Linked DNA regions of Columba livia: region 2 is linked to region 1. Evidence: chromatin contacts called from public Hi-C data. All regions are on one chromosome and are shown on one strand. Each heading gives the region's core, a stretch centred on a gene start, on an enhancer-like site or on the middle of the called end of the contact. The rest is flanking DNA. Distances are from core to core; before and after follow the strand shown. Region 1 has its middle 18 kb from the start of TMEM17. Region 2 overlaps EHBP1 (EH domain binding protein 1).

Region 1 (4,790 bases), core at 1,019-3,518:
CGACTCTTCTATATTTTACTTTAAAGATCCTATTGAACTCAGGCATGCATGTGTGATGTTTTTCTAGCAGAAGAATACTTATTTAATCCCTGCACAGAGAAGTGAAGAATGAAATCCTAGATCCAGTCAAATCGGTGGGGTTTTCCCTCAACTCCAGCTGACCCATCCCTTAGTGGTCAAGTTTGTGGTCTGTAGTTGGCCTTCCAGCAAGGGAAGAAGGAAAGCACAAAGCAGGATTTTCACTCCTGTATTCTGGAATGAGAGGCTGAGTTGCAGTTTGGGACAGCTTGCTACAGCAAGAGGTGGAGGACATTGAGGACCCATCTCTCTTCCTCTTAAAATATATTTATCTATGTTTTAGCATTTGCCTGGCTGTAAAAGGTCCTCAGCAGCACAGAACTATCTGGATGCATCGTTTTGTATTGCAATTGTGTTTGAGGTTCTGGAGATGCATGTCCATCTGGGACATGGTAAGCCCTCCTTAAAACAACAGATAAGCTTAAGCTGCAGGGTTTATTCAGGTGCTTAAGTGTGTTTCCTGCATGGGGTCTTAATTTATTCCCTGTGAATTTTGGTGATGTGTCCCAGTGGATGTCATCTGGTTTGGTGACAAGCCTGTCTTATCCTCCCAGCAGAGAATTGTGCTGAAATGAAGTGGGTTAAAATTATTTACCCCAATTCCTGTTCCCAGCTGAAGAGCAGTTTAAACAGTGAAAATTGTCAATAGTGCTTATTCAGAGAAGCGACTTTGGAAGCTGAAGATAAGAGCATTTATCTTCGTGTCAGAACTACTCAGTGTCTTTGATGGACTACCAATGTACTTTAACAAGGAGCTTAGACTGGAGTCACTGGCTGCAAGGAGTCCAGGGGGTGGTGTTTATCCCACCAAAACATGGAATACATCAAATCAATTACACGGTGCAGGCGTATTTCCCCCCATCACCAGCCAGCATTGCAAGCACAAAGAAAATATGTTCTCCGAGACACTAGAGGAGCCTTCTCCCTTTAGATGCTGATTTAATGTGAAATGTATATTAAAGGGGAGGGAGAAAGAAAGAGAGGGAGAGGGGCAATCTCATATGTTTTGCAGCAGATTGCTGCATCGATCTTGTCATTTAGGCAAACACAGTTGGACCTGAGGCTATGAGTCTGTGGGATGTGCTTTATTTCTGTCATAAATTGTCAGCCTCAGAGAAACACAGGAGAAAGAGAAGGACCGTAACAGAGTAGAAAATGTTCTAATAAAGAGACCAGCAAGCCATTTAAGAGCAAATCAAAGGAGTTGCCATTTTGGATTGTGCTTGCTTTCAACAGCTAGAAATGTGCTCTGCCTTCGCCCGCTCCCCGAGTGAAGCGGTGATGGGAAGAGACAAGACCTAAAGGAAGGACTGGTGTTTCTGTCAGGGCTGCTCAGCAAGAGTTAAGCTGTTCTGCATGACCTGTGGTCCTGAAGGAGCCCACGGCCTGCCCTGTGCCTGCCGTTTTAACTGCTTGTGCCTGTGGCTTGCCAAGCCCTCCCTGGTGCCATCTCGGAGCCAGCTCTTCCATGAGGATTTCTCTTCTTCACTTGCACTGTGAAATTCCAACCTGTGTTATGCATCACTGACAGGCAATTTGAGAGCTGGCAGGGGCACACTCAGGCTCTTCAGGGACCTAATCCAGGATCAGAAACTTTCCTGGAATAGTTCTCTCCATCAGGAGTGTTTTTGTTTAAATGACTGCTCTGGGAGGCATTGCACTGCTGGTGGGGGCCACAGTGAGATAGTTTGGAGGGGCTTCCACCAGAAGGTTCAATCAAACAGATGCACTGGCAAACTCTCCCTAATTAATAGCAGGCCTTGGGCATCTCTCTGCCTGGATGTTTGTACCAGGCCGTCTGGAATGATGTCAGCACCTTGGGTTACTTGCTCCTGAGCAGAGCAAAGACACTAGAGAGCGCCATGTATTTGCGGATTTTGACTTGGGAGGCGCTGTGTGAGGACATGAGAGCTCCCTGAGGGGAGGATACGGGAGAGAACTGTCCTCAGGACCCAGCCTTGCTGCTCTTGTGCCGCCCGGGGGGGGGTCGTGTGCAGGAAAGTGGTTTCCCTCTAGATATGTGTAGCTGTGGATGCAGTGTGGTTTTGCATTTCCTCCAGTGAGCTCCGTGTCTCTGGGGGAGAAAAGGCAGTTCCGCTGTCAGGAGGAAATCCCCTGAGTCTCTTTCCTAGTAGAGGAGATGCAGGCATCCCAGCTTCTGTGCAAACCTTCTGTCACATAGTCTTGAACGCAGCAACCAAGAGAGGGCACCAGGAGGGGCCTGTCCAGCAATCTCCCATTTTAAGGAAATTCTCCAAGCAGACTAGGCTGAAATGTCCCAGAAGGTGCCCTTGAGGCAGCTTCACAGGAGGATTGCCATATCTTTTGAGCTCCCACTTTCCAGGCCTTGTGAAGAAAACATTTAATTTTCAAGTACTTCAATACCTAAACAATGTTTAATATTTTACCATATTTGAATGTCTGAGTCATTTATTTAAGAGCAGGCTGGAGTCAGATTGTTTTGCTGTCTCTTATTCTCACTGTCCCAAATGGCAGAGGCTCCATATGGGCTCTACCCTCCTCTTCCTCATGGGAAAGTGATTCATGCCCATTCCAGCAATGTTGGAGAATAGCTGTCCTTTCACCACGTGCTGTCTTGTATCTTCTCCCATCACCAATGGCCTCCTGAAGATTCTCTCTACCGTAAATTGGTAGGGAAGCAGCCTGTGTGGCATCATGCTCTTCTTAATCACCAGTCATACGATGGTGATGACTAAACTTTTATTACAATGAGCTGGCATTTTTTTTTCCTCCAGTGAAATGTTTCCTGCAGAAAAAATGAGACTTCACTGAAACCTGAATTATCTTTCAGAAGATGCCCATCTCTGTGTATTCAGAAGTACTTTTTCAAAGAAAAACTTCAGAGTTTTTTTTAAGGGAGGTGATATGCAGATATTTCAGAATTTTAAGTTTGCTGGTTTTCTCCTTTTCTTGTGCTCCTAACTCTAAAAGGCTAACTGAAGTCTTGCAGTTATTCTTCCTATTTCATATTTTTATTGTTTTGCAGGTGTTTTATTATCTTGCCATTTCTGAAAACATTTCCCATAAGAAAGCTCCAAAACAGTAAAAGAGAAAGAAAATGGTAGAAAAGAAAAAAAGGTGGTAGTGAAAAGATGTTTAGGAGGAAATGTTTTTGTTGTAGTTGTGAAAAGGAGGAAAAAGAAGAGGGAATACATGTTTTTTTCCTCATCAAAATCCTCAGTGATGTAGAAGCTTAGAAGTTTAATTGAAATAAAAAAATCATATTTGGGCACATCTGACTGGATACAATTTTTCCCTGCCCTGTTTTCACCTTACTCAGTTCTCCTTGTCATCACCCCTTAGGCTGTGTCAGAGTCATCTGGAAACAGCAGATAAGAAGGAGCCTCAGGACAGCTTGGGAGCAGGGTAGGAGGGATCTGTGTGCTTTGGGGGACTATATGGACATGAGGAGCTCCTCTCCAGCAGAAAGCCAGCAAAGGGGGAGCCTGCACCTCTGCACTTTGAGAAATGCCTCTCTCTTCTCCATGTGAGGGGCAAGTGACCCATCCAGCACAGATCTAGGCTGGTATTTACCAGGAGGATGGTGTGCCTTGCAGTGGGCAGAGGTTTACTGGCTGCAGAAACAGCTTTTCAGGAAGTGCGTGTTGAGATTTTATCTTTTTTTTTTTAGAGAATGTTTGGTCTATGCAAATCCCTGAGCACAGGGAAGAAAACAACCCTACGTACAGGGCTCTTGAAATGAAGAAAAATGAGCCCTAAGTTAGAAAAATGTGGCAAAGCACTTGTGCCCAGAAATACGTTAGAGTTTGGCACAGGTGTTGGAAGTAGCTTTGAAGGTTCTTTCCCATTCCTTAGCACAGTGGTTGAGACACTGATGGGAAGCATGAAGTGCCTCTCCAAAGGGTCAGTATCCTGTTAAATGCCCTGTGTTATCTGTGCCGTATCAGCAAATAACTGCTAATGAGACAGAAATACCTTCAGACTTCATACTCTGCACCTGCTGAACAGTTTGCTGGATGCCCTTTGCACTTACGTGTAGCAGATAAAAGTGCAGATCCGAGTTGTGTTAATCTGGTCTCTTATCCTGTCCACTCATTCTTTACCCTAAGAAGCTTTGGTGTTGAGCAGTTTCAACCAAGTTTGGAGGGGGGGGAAAGGCCTTAAAAATATTTTCTGCTGAAAATCGGTGTCAGAGTAGGAGATACCCATAGGATTGCAGTCCCTAAGGAAAGGGAGCCCAATCTCTAGTATTGGAGTGAGGTCTTTCCTGGGACCCTGCAGCTTCTAGCTCCTTTACGTAAGGGATAGTAGTAAGATAATAATAATAGGAAGGAGCTGGAATGTTTTGTGATGGGAATATTGCCAAACTGAAAATATTCTACGAATGTAATGGCTGGGAGGATTAGGCATATGGGATATAAACCTCCAGAAAACTAGATTTCATGGCTCTGCTGCTCAGAGAACAATGCGTTTACTGGGAATTTTGGATTAAAACTGGATTTCTCCATCACCGACAGTGGTCGGTGTGTCCTGTATTCTAAGTGGGCAGGGGACTTTTACCTGCATTAGATTAGGGAGTGCAGTGTTATGAAGTTTCCTTACTCAGGATGGCATTACTCCAAGCCTCAAGGTAATTTATATCTCAGGTAGGCATGCTGTTGTTTAACAAGACTAAATATGGAGAAATGAGAGCCTGATGTGGAAACATATGCTCTGTAAGCAACAGCAGA
Region 2 (5,304 bases), core at 1,189-3,688, 100 kb after region 1:
TCTCTGCCTTCAGAGGCTGCAGGGTTTCCCTTCCTCCTTGGTTTGCCACATTCAGAACACAGAATACCGAAGCCTGAAAAGTTTATGGGTGTTCTTCCATCATGAAAAAATCTACACTTTGCTCAAAAAACATTTTTGAGCTTTTTTTATATTACTATTAAATGTTAATCTCCAAAATATTTTTTTAATGCTTCAGTATGGCTGAGTATGGATCACCTAACAGAGATATTCAGCTGAAGTTTGACACCTTTGTTGGTAGACGTTACTGAATTCAAAACAAGATTACTCTAGACTTCCAGGGGAATTTTTAAGTAGCATTTGGGTGACGTGATTTGTGCAAGATGATCGTGCTGTAAATGAAAATGGAGCGAGATTTTTTTTGTGTATATATTGTGTGCTGGGTTTTTTGTTTGTTTGTGGGTTTTTGTTTTTTAATCCTTCAAATACAGGTACTTTGTGATCCATCACCTTGGTTATTATAGGATTTTTTTTCTGAGTGTATATTTAATGTCTTAGCCACTCTATTTGTATTCTAGTAAGTGAACCTTTGTCATCTACTGTATGTATAATCCATAAATAATGTGATCATATCACAGTTTCTTAATATTTAAATGTTGATACTAATATTCCCTAAGCTTCTTCCATGCCTTTATCTCATTCACAGACATGGTTTTTGTATATTTGCTACAAGCTTGCTTGTCTCTAATTTTATCTTTAACCAGACTCTGTGTATTTAGTTATCTGTTTTTTTCTTCATGAGGCCTTTCTTGAAGCTGTCTTGGTTTTTTTATTCTTCTTAATAATAATAATATCAGATGTCCAGATTTGCTGTAGCAAGTTGAAGAGCAAGGAATTAATAGCTAAGAGTAAGACTTACTAATCTCTGGAGAGGTAATAGGCTTTCAAAATCTTATGGATTGGCATTAGTTTGTTTTGCCCCTTCAGTTTAGAGAACAAGGACTAGTTGCTTTCCGTTTAACAATATAAGCCACTTCCTCTAGAAAGTGATTTTTCTCTCTTATTGCTACTACGGGTAATTTGTACATGTGCTGTTTCCACACTTGGTTCCTTTCGCTGTCTGAGATCCCACTTCCAGTGTTAATTTTTTCTGTGTTAACTTCTAATTGCTCTTATGAATTTATTTCTCAGGGTTTCTGGTGTACAACAAAGAGCTTCTGCATGGCAAGAGACTCTATAGGTGCCAGGCAAAACTCATAAACTATATTAATACCTCCATCAAACTTTCTGTTGGGTTTCCATGCTCTCCCATTTAAGCAAAATAACAGTGCATGTTTCTAAATACGTCTTTGTTTTTTAGTGGTGAAATAGTTTTAAGTGGCCTGTGCTGGGACAGTTGAGTGTCCCCTCAGGGGTGCCAGGAGTGGGGCAGCAGATGAGTTTTGGTCAACTTGAAATGAAGACCACTTCTCTAAGGAGAGTTCAGCTGACCTGAAGTTTGGGCTTTGTTTCTTCATCTCTGCAGATTGTCTGGCTAATGGAAGAAGAAAGGGACAGGAGGGAAGAGTGGAGGTTTAAGTTGATCCAAATATGTTGAAGCTTTCACTCACTTCATGTACAAGGACTTTGTCTAAGATAAAGGTAGCTGAAGCAATAGAAAAATGTCATTTTGCTTCCTAGCATGCTCAAAGCATGGAAAAGCACATAAGAACATTCATTGAGAATGGACCATCACATTTGCCTGTTCGACAGCTTTGTAGACTTTGTAGACTTTTTGCCTTCTACATTCTTAAATGAAACAAAAAAAAAAATCAAAGGATGTTTTCAGAGGGTAAAAGAATTGGTCTATGAAAAAACTTTTCCACCTTTTTGTAGATTTTTTTTTTTTGAGCCCATATTTGTATCTCTAATAGCTAATGAATGATGTAGCTATATATTCCAAGGTTCATAGTAGGCTTCTCCATCTTCTCTTCTGTGCTTTGTGTTTCCCCTCTGTACACGGGTTATTCACAGGGCCCAGAATTGTGGTGAGTGAGCCCCTTTCAGTAGCACTGATGTGATCAAGCTGTTGGTGATCATCGCTGTATACCTGATACTAACCATGTTCCTGTTTTGATGTGGCAGCAAACATGGTCTTTGCTAACTACAGGAGAGGACATCCCAGACCTACTAATTTGACAGATGAAAGGAGAAAAATGCCCCACCTGTTTCTGAAGGTTTGCTCATAGATTTATCTAGGCTGGGGCTGGAGGCAGCCTCACCTTGCCTGGCCTGTTGCTTCAAGGCAGCATCATTCCAGGCAAATGCTTGCCTAAACAGTTTTTAAAAACTTTTTAAGGTGGGGTCCCTGCAGTGTTTCCGGGCAGCCTGTTCCAATGTTCCATTGCCCTTGCTGTTTGGAATTGTTCTGGCCTAGATTTCTTTTGGTACAGGTTAAGGCCATTTTTTTGTCTTATGAATTACAGCTGTGGAAAACAGATTCTGCTTTCTGTGTGGCTGGAGGCTCTCTCCTTTCCTTTGACTACTCAACCACAATAATGCAACAGTGGTTACACATGGGATTTCATTTCCCTTGGTTGCATTAGCAGATCATTAGCATTCTCCTTCTAAGGACTCATTCGTGGGACTGGGTGTTCAGCATCCTCCTCTGCTTGTGCTGCCTGTTGCTATCAGGGACCAGCAGTGCTCAGGTCTGCCTGCTGAAGCTTTGCCCTGAGTTTCCAGGCTGTTCTTTTATTGAGATCCTTTCTAGAAAATTTTCCAAAATATTTTGGTGTCCCTTTTTATACCACTGTTTTCTAATAGTGCGTTTTTGAACATTAATGAATGGTGAAGAAAACCAAGCTAGCCTTTCAAGACTGACAGTGATTTATTGTCAGATGTAGATCCTTCTGTGGGACATATCCATGCTTCCAGTCATTTTTTTTTATACCTTAACCAGTAAGAGTATTCTCAGTGGTTTCTCCAGGAAAATATGTCCAACGAAGCTGCTGAACTGTGAAAAAAAGGAGTTCAGTGTTTGCTGTTCAAACTAGCCTACAGCAATCAGTTATAAAGAATAACAAGTTTAAGCTGAAAAACGAGTTCTGTCTTTTCCTTTTGTCTGTTGCTGTTGTGTAACTTCAGGAACTCTAACCCAAAAAGAGTTCTGAACTGGTCTCCACCCAAATGTGGGCAAAGCCTCAAAACGAAAGAAACATCAGAAAAAGTTACAGAACATGTTACATAATACAATTTCATTTTAATGGTACAAGTGCATTGTGGGTGGTGGTGTTTGTTTTTGTGTATCTCTGTTTTTTGTGTCCCCTCCCTAGAAATTCTGTGTCATGGTTGCTTACGATTATTTCTCATTTTGAATGCCCTAAAGCATGTTCTATCGCTCCCAGGTTTGGAGAGATTATTTCTCTCTTCTGAAATCCCCATTTGTTGTTTTTTAGGTATGACACCACAAACAAAGGTGATAATGTGAAAGTAAAGGGAAAAAGAGGGTGGGTGGATGGGATATAGAAATGAATTTTTTTCTAGTCTTAAAGGTGACTGATTTTAAATATGATACAATAAAATGAGGTATTAGCAAAAGTTTTTTTCATCAGATACAGCTCTACATATGTTGTTTTCCAAATGAGGCTTTTCAAGAAATAACAGCTCATTTGATTTTGAACAGTAATTAGCCCATAATTTTGTTAAAATCAGACTTTTATGTTGGTTGTTCAACTTACTTCTACTACAGCAGTGCTGCGATACTCACTTCTCAAGAGCAAGTTTTGCTTTACATCAGAATAAAAGTCCTCGTCTAGATGTCAAATCTTCCCACCAGTTTCTGGAAATAAATGTTGGGAGGCAAATCCCAGCATAGCTTAGTGAATTGAAATTTTGAGTCAGCGCCATTTAGAGAAAGATTCTGGGAAGAAAGACTGGTTTATGGAATAAGGTGATTTCTTATTTGCTCATCAGTTGCTATAGCAGAATTTATTACAAGATCTTGGCTGTTTCTTCTGAAGCATCTTTGTAATATGTGGGAGCTTAAGTTTACATTGGCTATTCACTTTATTTAAGAAAAAGTAATAAAAAAGCTCTATCATTCGTTTTGTATTTTCTGCTTGAAATAAATTTTTGGCTTAAAATAAGAACCAGCCAGGTTAGCCTTTTCTGAATTACATGTCTGCATTTAATACATTTAGAATAGGAAGCTCATAGTTCAGACATGCTTTCCTGGTCCTTTAATTCCCCTGTCATATTCTGCTGTATGTGATTACGTGAACTGTGACTGTCTGTCTGTGTAAATTAGGCTGGGTATTCTGGTTTAGATATAGCTAGGAATTAAATGCTGCTTTGTCAGCCATCTCATTCTTGCTCTGCTTTAAATGTAATAGAGAATCAGAGAACTTGTTTTACTCTTAGTTTTTGCTTGCATTGAATATTTAGCGCTTTGTTCTAGTTGAGAAATCTCCAATATTAGGTTTTTGGAGCAAAACTTGTGGAAATTGTTGTCTTGAGTGGTTGCCCTGGAGACAGGGTAGGGCATCTTTCTAGGAGGCCTGATCCTGTGCTTTTTTCACTAACACCCCACTGTTTCTTGTGTGCACCACAATGACATTTCTGTGCAATTTTAACTAAAAGTAGAATGTGATGAGAGCCAAGGTCTCGGCTCTGGTAAGGAGTAGGAGAGCAGCCTGTGCACAGAGCGAAGGACCCTGTTTTGGGATATCTGGGAGTGGGTGAGTCTCCTGTCTGTCCATACCAACCACACAGGGGTCACTAAACACCCTTAGATGAGGCACCTTCTCTGAAAATCACAGAACATAATGGAAGCAGGTTGCACACTTGAGTTCTGTGGAGAAATTTTACACCAAACACCATAGGACAAGTAAATTAGTACCTGTAATTAGTGTGTTAGGTGAGCAAGGCATGACAGAGGGGGGTGGGGGATGAGTTTGTCCCCCCCGCTATGGCACCGCACATGGAGATGTTTGGCGGGCCAGCTTTGGGGTCAGTATCCTGAGGGCAAGTGCCATGTAAACTTTTTCCAAACAGCTCTGGCAATTCCTTTCTGTTCTGACCTGCACAAGCGCCGTGTCCCCACGCAAAGCCTGCTCGTCACTGGTGCCACAGTGCTGTACAGTCTGCAATGGACATTTTACGCCTGACCAAAACAAGACTCTGCCCAGATCACCTGAAATTAGAGCCATGATTAACCCTTTTTATCATTAATATATAATAATCTATTAAACCAGAGCTGTGAGATGACAAAAAACTTACCTAAATGAGAATTTTAGATTAGTTGCTGAAAGTACTTTTAATATATAATTAACTTTTTACACTCTTAATACCTTGTTTATCTTGAAT

Evidence for each region. A called contact is a pair of places that touch in the nucleus more often than the background predicts.
Region 2: a contact with region 1 is called in a Hi-C map of liver, with 5 times the contacts expected there. The contact joins two enhancer-like sites. A contact is called at or near these places in 2 of 2 Hi-C or Micro-C datasets (crop and liver).

What each region holds. Positions count from the first base shown.
Region 1 is chr3:111,305,448-111,310,237 of bColLiv1.pat.W.v2, forward strand. No RefSeq gene overlaps it. Among named protein-coding and RNA genes, the nearest start is that of TMEM17, 18 kb to the left of the region's middle. Within about 2 kb of position 2,269, at least 1 of the 3 cell types and tissues checked has an H3K27ac peak away from gene starts, as active enhancers do.
Region 2 is chr3:111,408,438-111,413,741 of bColLiv1.pat.W.v2, forward strand. All of the region lies in intron 5 of EHBP1 (EH domain binding protein 1), which reads left to right. Among named protein-coding and RNA genes, the nearest start is that of EHBP1, 59 kb to the left of the region's middle. Within about 2 kb of position 2,439, at least 1 of the 3 cell types and tissues checked has an H3K27ac peak away from gene starts, as active enhancers do.